Regions from separate parts of the Mus musculus genome. Here region 2 is linked to region 1. The links are chromatin contacts, called in public promoter capture Hi-C maps. All regions are on one chromosome and are shown on one strand. Each heading gives the region's core, a stretch centred on a gene start, on an enhancer-like site or on the middle of the called end of the contact. The rest is flanking DNA. Distances are from core to core; before and after follow the strand shown.

Evidence for each region. Promoter capture Hi-C pulls out the DNA fragments that hold promoters and counts their contacts.
Region 2: a promoter capture Hi-C map of embryonic stem cells shows a contact between it and region 1, with 2.3 times the contacts expected there. The contact joins the promoter of St6galnac3 here to the promoter of 1700012D16Rik in region 1. A contact is called at or near these places in 1 of 39 promoter capture datasets (embryonic stem cells) and 1 of 115 datasets of contacts at active chromatin or transcription factors (embryonic stem cells).

What each region holds. Positions count from the first base shown.
Region 1 is chr3:153,297,121-153,301,045 of GRCm38.p6, forward strand. 1700012D16Rik (RIKEN cDNA 1700012D16 gene) reads right to left here and starts at 1,529. Exons shown (of 2, transcript NR_126464.1): 1 at 1,457-1,529. The region is part of intron 3 of St6galnac3 (ST6 (alpha-N-acetyl-neuraminyl-2,3-beta-galactosyl-1,3)-N-acetylgalactosaminide alpha-2,6-sialyltransferase 3); the gene reads right to left.
Region 2 is chr3:153,722,579-153,726,468 of GRCm38.p6, forward strand. St6galnac3 (ST6 (alpha-N-acetyl-neuraminyl-2,3-beta-galactosyl-1,3)-N-acetylgalactosaminide alpha-2,6-sialyltransferase 3) reads right to left here and starts at 2,555. Exons shown (of 5, transcript NM_011372.2): 1 at 2,467-2,555. The coding sequence starts at 2,484.

The sequences.
Region 1 (3,925 bases), core at 279-2,778:
CTGAGTCTGAGTACACTCGGTTCTTAGGGACATGATTACTTGAAATAGCTGATCATTTCAATTGACTACTGAGAGTAGCTACCAACCATTAGATAAAAATGGTGTGCAGTGTGTGTGTGTGTGTGTGTGTCCGTCCCAGACAAGGGAGATGCGTTTGATATTTGTACAACTCATGTTAGAAGACACAGTAGCCCCAGCTTTTGCCTGCCACAGGTAATCCCCTAAATTAGGATGTAAATAGTGGAAGTAATCTTTTCATAGCAGGGCCTGCATATTGAGCACTTGTGTCACACTGGAACCTGGTATCAGTCTTGTGGCACTGCTCACAGCTTGGATGTGACAATGTAGGAGAACATTGGCTTGTCTCTGAGAGCATAATGTTATATGTTCTAGATTCACACTTGACAGAGAACAGAGAGCCCAGCCATCCTTCCAGCTTGCCCTTCCAGCTTGGACATGTTTGTTAGCTTTTGCCAATCTGACACAAACTAAAGACACCCAAGAAGCAGGAACCTTGACTGAGGACTTGCTTCCGTTAGACCGGCATGAAAGTAGAACATTTTCTTTCTTGTTAGATAATGAGGAGTGCCCAGCCCACTGTGGGCATTGCCACTACAGGCAGTAGGTCTGGGTTGTGCTAAAAAAATGCAGCTAAGCAAGCCATGGAAAGCAAGCTGAGAACCAGCTTTCCTCCACGGCTGGTGCTTCAGTTCCTGCCCTGGTGTGTGATGTGGAAATGAAAGCCAAGTAAATCCTTTTCTCCCCCAAGTTGGGTTGCTTAGTGCTTTACCACAGCAACAAAGGCAGTGAGAACACTGAGTGTGTTGACGGCTCCAGGATGAAGGCGTCCGTATCTAAGCACAAGGCTAGGTCATTCTCTAGGGATTGTTCCTTCTGTCCGTTTGGAGACTTGGGCACAGTGGGGAAATGGCCTATGTCTTCACTTCTGCTTTTGTAGCAGGAATTAGTAAATAGCCTTTAAGCCTGATATTACAAAGTAGTGTTTTGGAATTTCACCCTAAATTTCTGTTATGATAAAACACATAACCATGTACCCCTATGAGATTCACCAAGGCAGTGTGTCCTGAACTGTGCCCTGCCACAGAAGCATTCAGCTGCTCCCCACCCTGGATGGCAGTAGAGATGCTGAGCTTCGTGCCTGCCCCGGGAGGTGTTTAGTGGCCTGATAATTCATTTAGCCATAGGACTTTCAAAAAATATGGTTCATTTTTTTACAAACGTGAAGAGTCTTATGTGGCTAGAGCTGAGGACATCTGTTTACGGGGTAGAGGAAGACAGCCGGAGTGTGGTGAGGGAAGGTTTGAAAGCCTCAGTGGCCTCGGAAAGGGCACATGTCCCCATGAAAAGCTGAGCAGTTAGCCAGACCACAGGCATTCATAGTCGATCGCAGAATAACTTACTACAGACATTCACAGTGGAATGTGAAAAAACTTACAACATGCTTGGAGGAAGACAACAGGGAGATGCTTTAAGGAGAAGTCTATTGCAGCGGGATATCCAGCACTTCTGAACGACAACTTTGACATGCAGGTGAGAGAAAGGACCAGGTGCTTGGGGCGGGGCTCTGAGAAGCAATGTGGCAGTGTGAGGAAATAAAGGGGAACCCAGGAGGGGAGGGAGGGAGGGGAGGGGCCTCTCCCGATGGGATCCACCTATGTCATCTTGCAGCCCTGTTGGAGGAATGGATCAGTACTGACGGCCTCTGACTTGAAGTCACAGGGCAGGACCGACCTTTTCTGTCCCTCCTCTCCATGTTTATTGATTCCTCCTTCTCATCACCCTCTGAGCCCCATAGGTATAATTTTTTTAAATCCCTCCTGCTTCGGTCCATCCTTTCTTCTGGATCCCATGCTTCCATCCTGTGGTTCTTCTGGGTGCACGATGCGTCGTTTTTTTTCCCCCTCTTTCATCTGCATTTCTATATTGACATATTGGTGGCTCCTTCCCAGCTGCCAGCCTTTCTTAAACATCTCTACTCTGTGAACAGCCCACTCTAGAACCCGAACTTCCTAAAGCCACTGTCCCATCTGCTGGGCTCTTCCCTCCCACCTGAAGTTCTCCACTAGGAAGGACTCTGCCCACGCGCTCTCCGCAATCACTTTCTGACGGAACACAGACACCACTGCAGACGCGGATCTATACAAGTGGGACGTCATAGATCTTCAACCTTGAGGTTAAATCTCTATAGGTCCTTGTTCTGAACCCCACTACTTTTCATTTCAGTTTTGATCATGACACCGTTCTGAGCCTCTGCTACTCTGACCTGTGTGAAGTGATGCTGTCTCTGACCGCTTCCTCCCAGAATGCACCTGTGGCTCTCCTTTCTGTGTACTCTCCAGAGCTGGGTCCCTGGATCCATCTTGTTTCTCCTCTCTGGGTTTTAACTATCACTTCTGGGTCTCTACTTTACAGGTCAGAATTTCCTTCTCAGCCCTGTTGTTTGCAGTTCATAGTATTACTTTCATTTATTGTTGGCTACTTCTACTCCATGTCATATAGGAACTTTAAAATGAACACAATGAGAATAATCATACTCTTTGTCTGCATGCCTGTGCATATTATGTGTACTTTACAATGCACATTGTTCAATTAGTACATTATAAACTGGAGGGACACCCATCCTCATACCATCATTCCGCACGTTGGCCTTTCTTAGGTCCTCTTCAAGTCATCCATCTTTAGTCCACTCATCTATTCCTGCCTAAGTTGAAGCTCTTTGCCTGGATCGCAGAAATACTTGACTACCTAATCTACCACCCACAGTCCCTGCTTCAGGGAATGCCGACACCAACACAAGTCCCCACATCTCCAAATCTGACCTCTCAGCTTCCTCTGCTTGGTGTTCTAAGTCTCTATAATACTCATGCTGCAACTCAGAACACACTACAGGATTCACACCGCCCCTCCTCCGACACTCCTTCTTCTCCTTCCAGAGCTCTTCCTTCTCCATACCCTGAAAACTTGGTCAGGCTCCAAGGCCTGTGCTTCCAGGCACGGGCACACTACCTCTTCTTACTGCAGTCAGTCATGACTACATTGAAGACCCCTGTTTATATGTCTGTCTTACTAGTGTGAGTATGAAATCCTTGGGGCGAACATCCTTCTTGTTGTTTCTTTGTGAATCTCTGGGGGTATAAACCACTTCCTGGCATGATATTTAGATTTTTATTTAATTAAATAAATATGTGTGTAGGACCTGTAAGTCTCAAGCTGCTTTTAATGGTATAATTTCCTGTAACATACATTTCCAGCCTCAGTAGACTTGCGAGCTCTCAGTTTGTATTTTTATATGATTTTTCGGGGTTAGCTTTTAAGTGGCAGATGAATTCACGAATTGGATTTCGAGTGTAAACATTAAGCTGAACTGAATCTTGATTAAGACTTCTTTTGCCAAGTGGAACAATGGTTATCAAATGTTATTTTTGTTCATGCAGCAAATGTAATTGTTATAAAATCTGCAGCCTTTACCAATCCCACGTAATCTTTTTCAAGATAAACACTGCTACCTTTTTGTGTAGAAAAAAAGAAGCCATATAATAACAAGAAAGCCCGTGGCTTGGGTGCTGTTTGGGACTTTTAATCACAATTAGTCCCCATTCATGGACTAGCTTCCCTTAGGATAAGAGAAAACAAATTAGATTCCTTCCTACTTCCTTACCCAAGAGAGAACAGTACCTACATATGATATCCACAAATTCACAGCTCTGTTTCCACGTCTACACGGATGCTCTGTAGATCAGCCATGTTTGGTAGAGAGCAAATTTGGGATTCTGGTCTCAGCACGCTGCTCGGCAGCTATATGATCTTGAAAGACAATATTGATTGTTTCCTTTGCTTCACCTTGCAAAAGTAGTAAAAATTAGTTCTTGTCAATTTCCAGAGAGAAAATAGTCTGGCCCTGAAA
Region 2 (3,890 bases), core at 1,305-3,804, 430 kb after region 1:
CAGATAAAATACAAATACTACATATGCTGTTCCCCTACTAATCTGCCCCCTGAAGGTTTGATCATAGGGCCAGGCTGTTTCCAATACTTAACTAGGTTCAGGGCTTTGCAAAAATATATATATATATTTCGTTAAAACAATGAGAAGTCTATCGTTTTCTATTTGCTACAACACTGTTAAAACCAATTATAGTAATTATACACATTTCTCACACTTAGGAAGAAGAGCGGCCAAAATCAAATGCAAAGGCCGAGCTTGTGCAGAATGCGTACCTTCTGTTCAGAACGTGGGCCCCATACTCCACCACGCGTAGCTTTATAAAGATGGCACAGGCTACAGGATCCTCAGGGACCATCTAGGACCAAGTAGGTACAGCCTGCACGCAGCAGGCTACCAGTAGCCCAGAACGGCCATGAAAGTGATCTGGGCATGAACGTGACCCAGTACATTTACAGACCACAACATCATGTTGCACAAAGTCACCACTAAAAGAGTAAAAGGAAAAAAAATTTTTAAATGCACCCCATTGCTTATAGGTGGCAGAGATTGAATAGTATAAGGACTCTCGGAGTCACCCCTAAAACAGTTTTAAAGTGTGAAGACAGCTTAAGATGGGGGGCTGGAATCCAGGTTCACTCTGTCCTTAACTTGGAGTTTAGGAAACTCAAGACTCTTTCCCTTAAAAGTGGAGTTGCAAACAAGCACTGTGGCCCTTCAGGGCTTACGAGGGAGCCAAAGTTATATCCTATGGAAAGACTGGGGGTTCAGAATGATGTAACTAACTCATCATTACTAAACATCAGGAAAGCAGTGGCTTTACACACCTGTATCCCTAAGTCCTTCTTGCCCCATCTCCGTAGCAACCTGACAGACTTTGTGTGACTATTTTGATCTTATGTTGAACAACTTAGTATTCAGAGTCGTGTAACTTGTCCAAGGCCACACAGGTGACCGGAGGCGGAGCCAGAATTCTGATGAATTTGCTTAATCTTTATTCATCTTGATTCATGGTTAGGGTTTGAAGGCAAGTAAGGAGGGGCTCCTCTGTGTGAGGGATGACAGGTGAGATCTATGTGTGCCCTTGGATCTGCACTAGAGATGCCTCGAGGGATCTGGGGATATAGCCCTGTGACCAGACAGGACCTTGGCATTTGTAAAAGTCCAATCAGCAGCACCACTCCAGAGCAAGCACACTCACACAGACAGAAGATGCATGACAGGGGAAAAACCAATAGAGGAAGACATGACCAACAACAGGACATGGCAGGCGCCTTGATTTCCTTTTAGCAAATGACACAAATAAATAGAGACGATGTGGTGACCTAGTTCCAGTTCCTGTGAGTTCAAGTTGCATTCTGTGATACCAATGGATTATTTCCTCCTAACTTTGCCACCCTTGGGGAAAAAAAAAGAAAAGAAAAGGCGTGGAAAGTGTTCCAAAACAAACGGCAAGCTCAGGAAAGTCACAATAAGGGTCTGCTGCCTCGCTTCATGAGAGGGAAGGATGACTGGTACAACTTCAACAGCAGCCCAAGACTATATTAAGTGCTACGACACACAAGACTGTTCTGTGTGGCCCTTGGTCACACAGCACCTTCTCGGGGCTGGAAACCGAACACCTTAGTTTTCTCTCCGGGATGGGAAACCTTCATGCTGCTCAAGTTTGGATCCACGGAGTCAGACTGGGCAACTGAATAAGGACAGCGAGGAAAAACCAGAACAGGCTAGGGAGTGAACTTTCTCGGTGAGTTGGAAACAAGTCTTCCCAGAAAAGGTCCTCACCAAGTAGGTCCACGCAAAGCCTTCAAGCCTGTGGCTAAGGAGTCACTAAGAACATGGAATGTACCAAGGCTTGAAAGAACTCAGCAAAATAGGGCTGGACTCTGGGTAGATACTGTCTGTTCACATGTGAGCCTAAGGAAGTCCAACATTCTACCTATGTCCATCTAATGAACTTTTCCAACTTAAGTCCCGGCACCTGGAGCTAGTTCCCCAGAAAACTCATCCCTACAGGGCTACCTGTAGACCTAGAAGTTTATGTGTTCCCGGGAGCAAAGGCTGCGGGCTCTCTGCACCCTCTCCTCCTCCTCTCAAACGCTGTGCCCCTCACCCATGCTGGGCCACTCCTTTTCAGCCCATGGCCCCCCACAGGCCGCGGGCTGCCCTGACCCAAGTCTCGGAGCACCCTCTGCTCCGCCTGCTATACCCATCATTCGGCACGCCGCCGCGCGCTCCCTGCCCAGCTCCTTCCAGACAGGAGCCAGCCGGCAGCAGTGCAGGCAAGGAGTCTGTGCCCAACGCACATTACATAGTCTCCCACCCAGATGCCTTGGCCAAAGGAACAAAAAGGAAGCCGACGCCAGGAAGAGACGGGCGGGCTGAGGATGCGGCGGGACCGCGGCGGGCTCCACGCCTCGGCGCACCCAGCAGGCGGAGCTCGCATGCGGCCCACCGCCGAGCTGTTACCTTGAGGATGCAGGCCATGGCGCTATGGATCGACCCTGTGGCTCGCTGCACCTCGGCCCCGCAGCTGGACCACTCCAGCCCACATTCCCGCAGAGCGAGCCGGGCCGCGGGAGCTGCGCGCTCAGGCCCCACCCCCGAGCCCCGCCACTGGCTGGCGCCACACGAGGCCCCGCCCCTAGTCACGTGCCCTCCGTGCAGCCCGCAACTGCTTGCTACTCCACCGCTGCTACTACTTCACCTTTTTTTCCAAACCCTTCTGCAGATGGAGGTATGTAAAGCCCGGCTTGCAGCAGACCCAGATCTGCTTAACCTGAGGACAGAAGGTGGCCCTTCCAGCTGCACTCGCCCATCAGAGAACCCACAGATGTGCCACTTTCCAAAAAGTTAGCTTTGTTTGGCACCATTCCGATGCAGGCATGGGGCCCATCACAGGATTCTTCGAAAGCAGCTGGAAGTGCCCAGGGCTAGCCCTTGGGCACTGCAGAATTCTGTGGTGTGCGTCTCTTGTTATGATTGATCGTCTGTCAACCTGAAAACACAAACAACTAGAGATGCTGAAAGATTGAACACTCTTGGTCTTCAAAAAAGAAGCCACAATCTTCACACAATGTGACATTGTGCACAGCATGTGTAGCATATGGGCACATAAACATATGCAGCTGTGACTGTTGTATTCTGTTGCAAGTTCGTAAAATGCTTATGTACACAATGTATAAAGATAATGTTCATGTGTGTACACCTATGTACAGAGTATGATGCACAGGACTTTGCTACTCACTACTACTATCTTGGAATTTAGAGAACTCAGTTAAAATTTCAACAACCAAGTTACATATTAGCTTTTCCTCTTAAGTCTGGACATCTAGGAAGGTCCTGACCTCCACCATGAACTGTCCTGTGTTAAAGAGCAGTGCAGATTTACCCAAGAGGTGACATGGGCAAACTGGAACCTGGTCCTCTCTGGGTCCTTAATGGACTCTGTGTGTCCCAAACCAGACCTGCTAAGAGAACAATCATTTCTACAAGAAGAGGTTATGCCCAGAGAGAGGAAAGGTCTGTAGATACACAAATTCCTGCTGTCTAGAAGTCACACAAGTCTTTAAATTACTCCCCAAAACATCTACCTTAAAGTCATCTCCCTCGCAGATTAGCTGGCCTGCACAGCATCAGGGAAAGCATGTGATCTGAGAGTGACCGAGGGTCATGAGATGGCTCCCACACCAACAGACAGGAATTGCTCAGGACATTCAACAGGAGAAATCACAGGGAAGATACTGAAAAGACTAGAGTCCTATTCAAACTGCCTGTTCCCAGGCAAGCTCTGTCTGTCTCCAGGGTGACTAAACTCTTCTCTGTTGCCACTTCCTCCCACCCCTCCCTCTGCCTTCAAGGCACATGTATTTTATAAGTATGGTTTGGTAAAG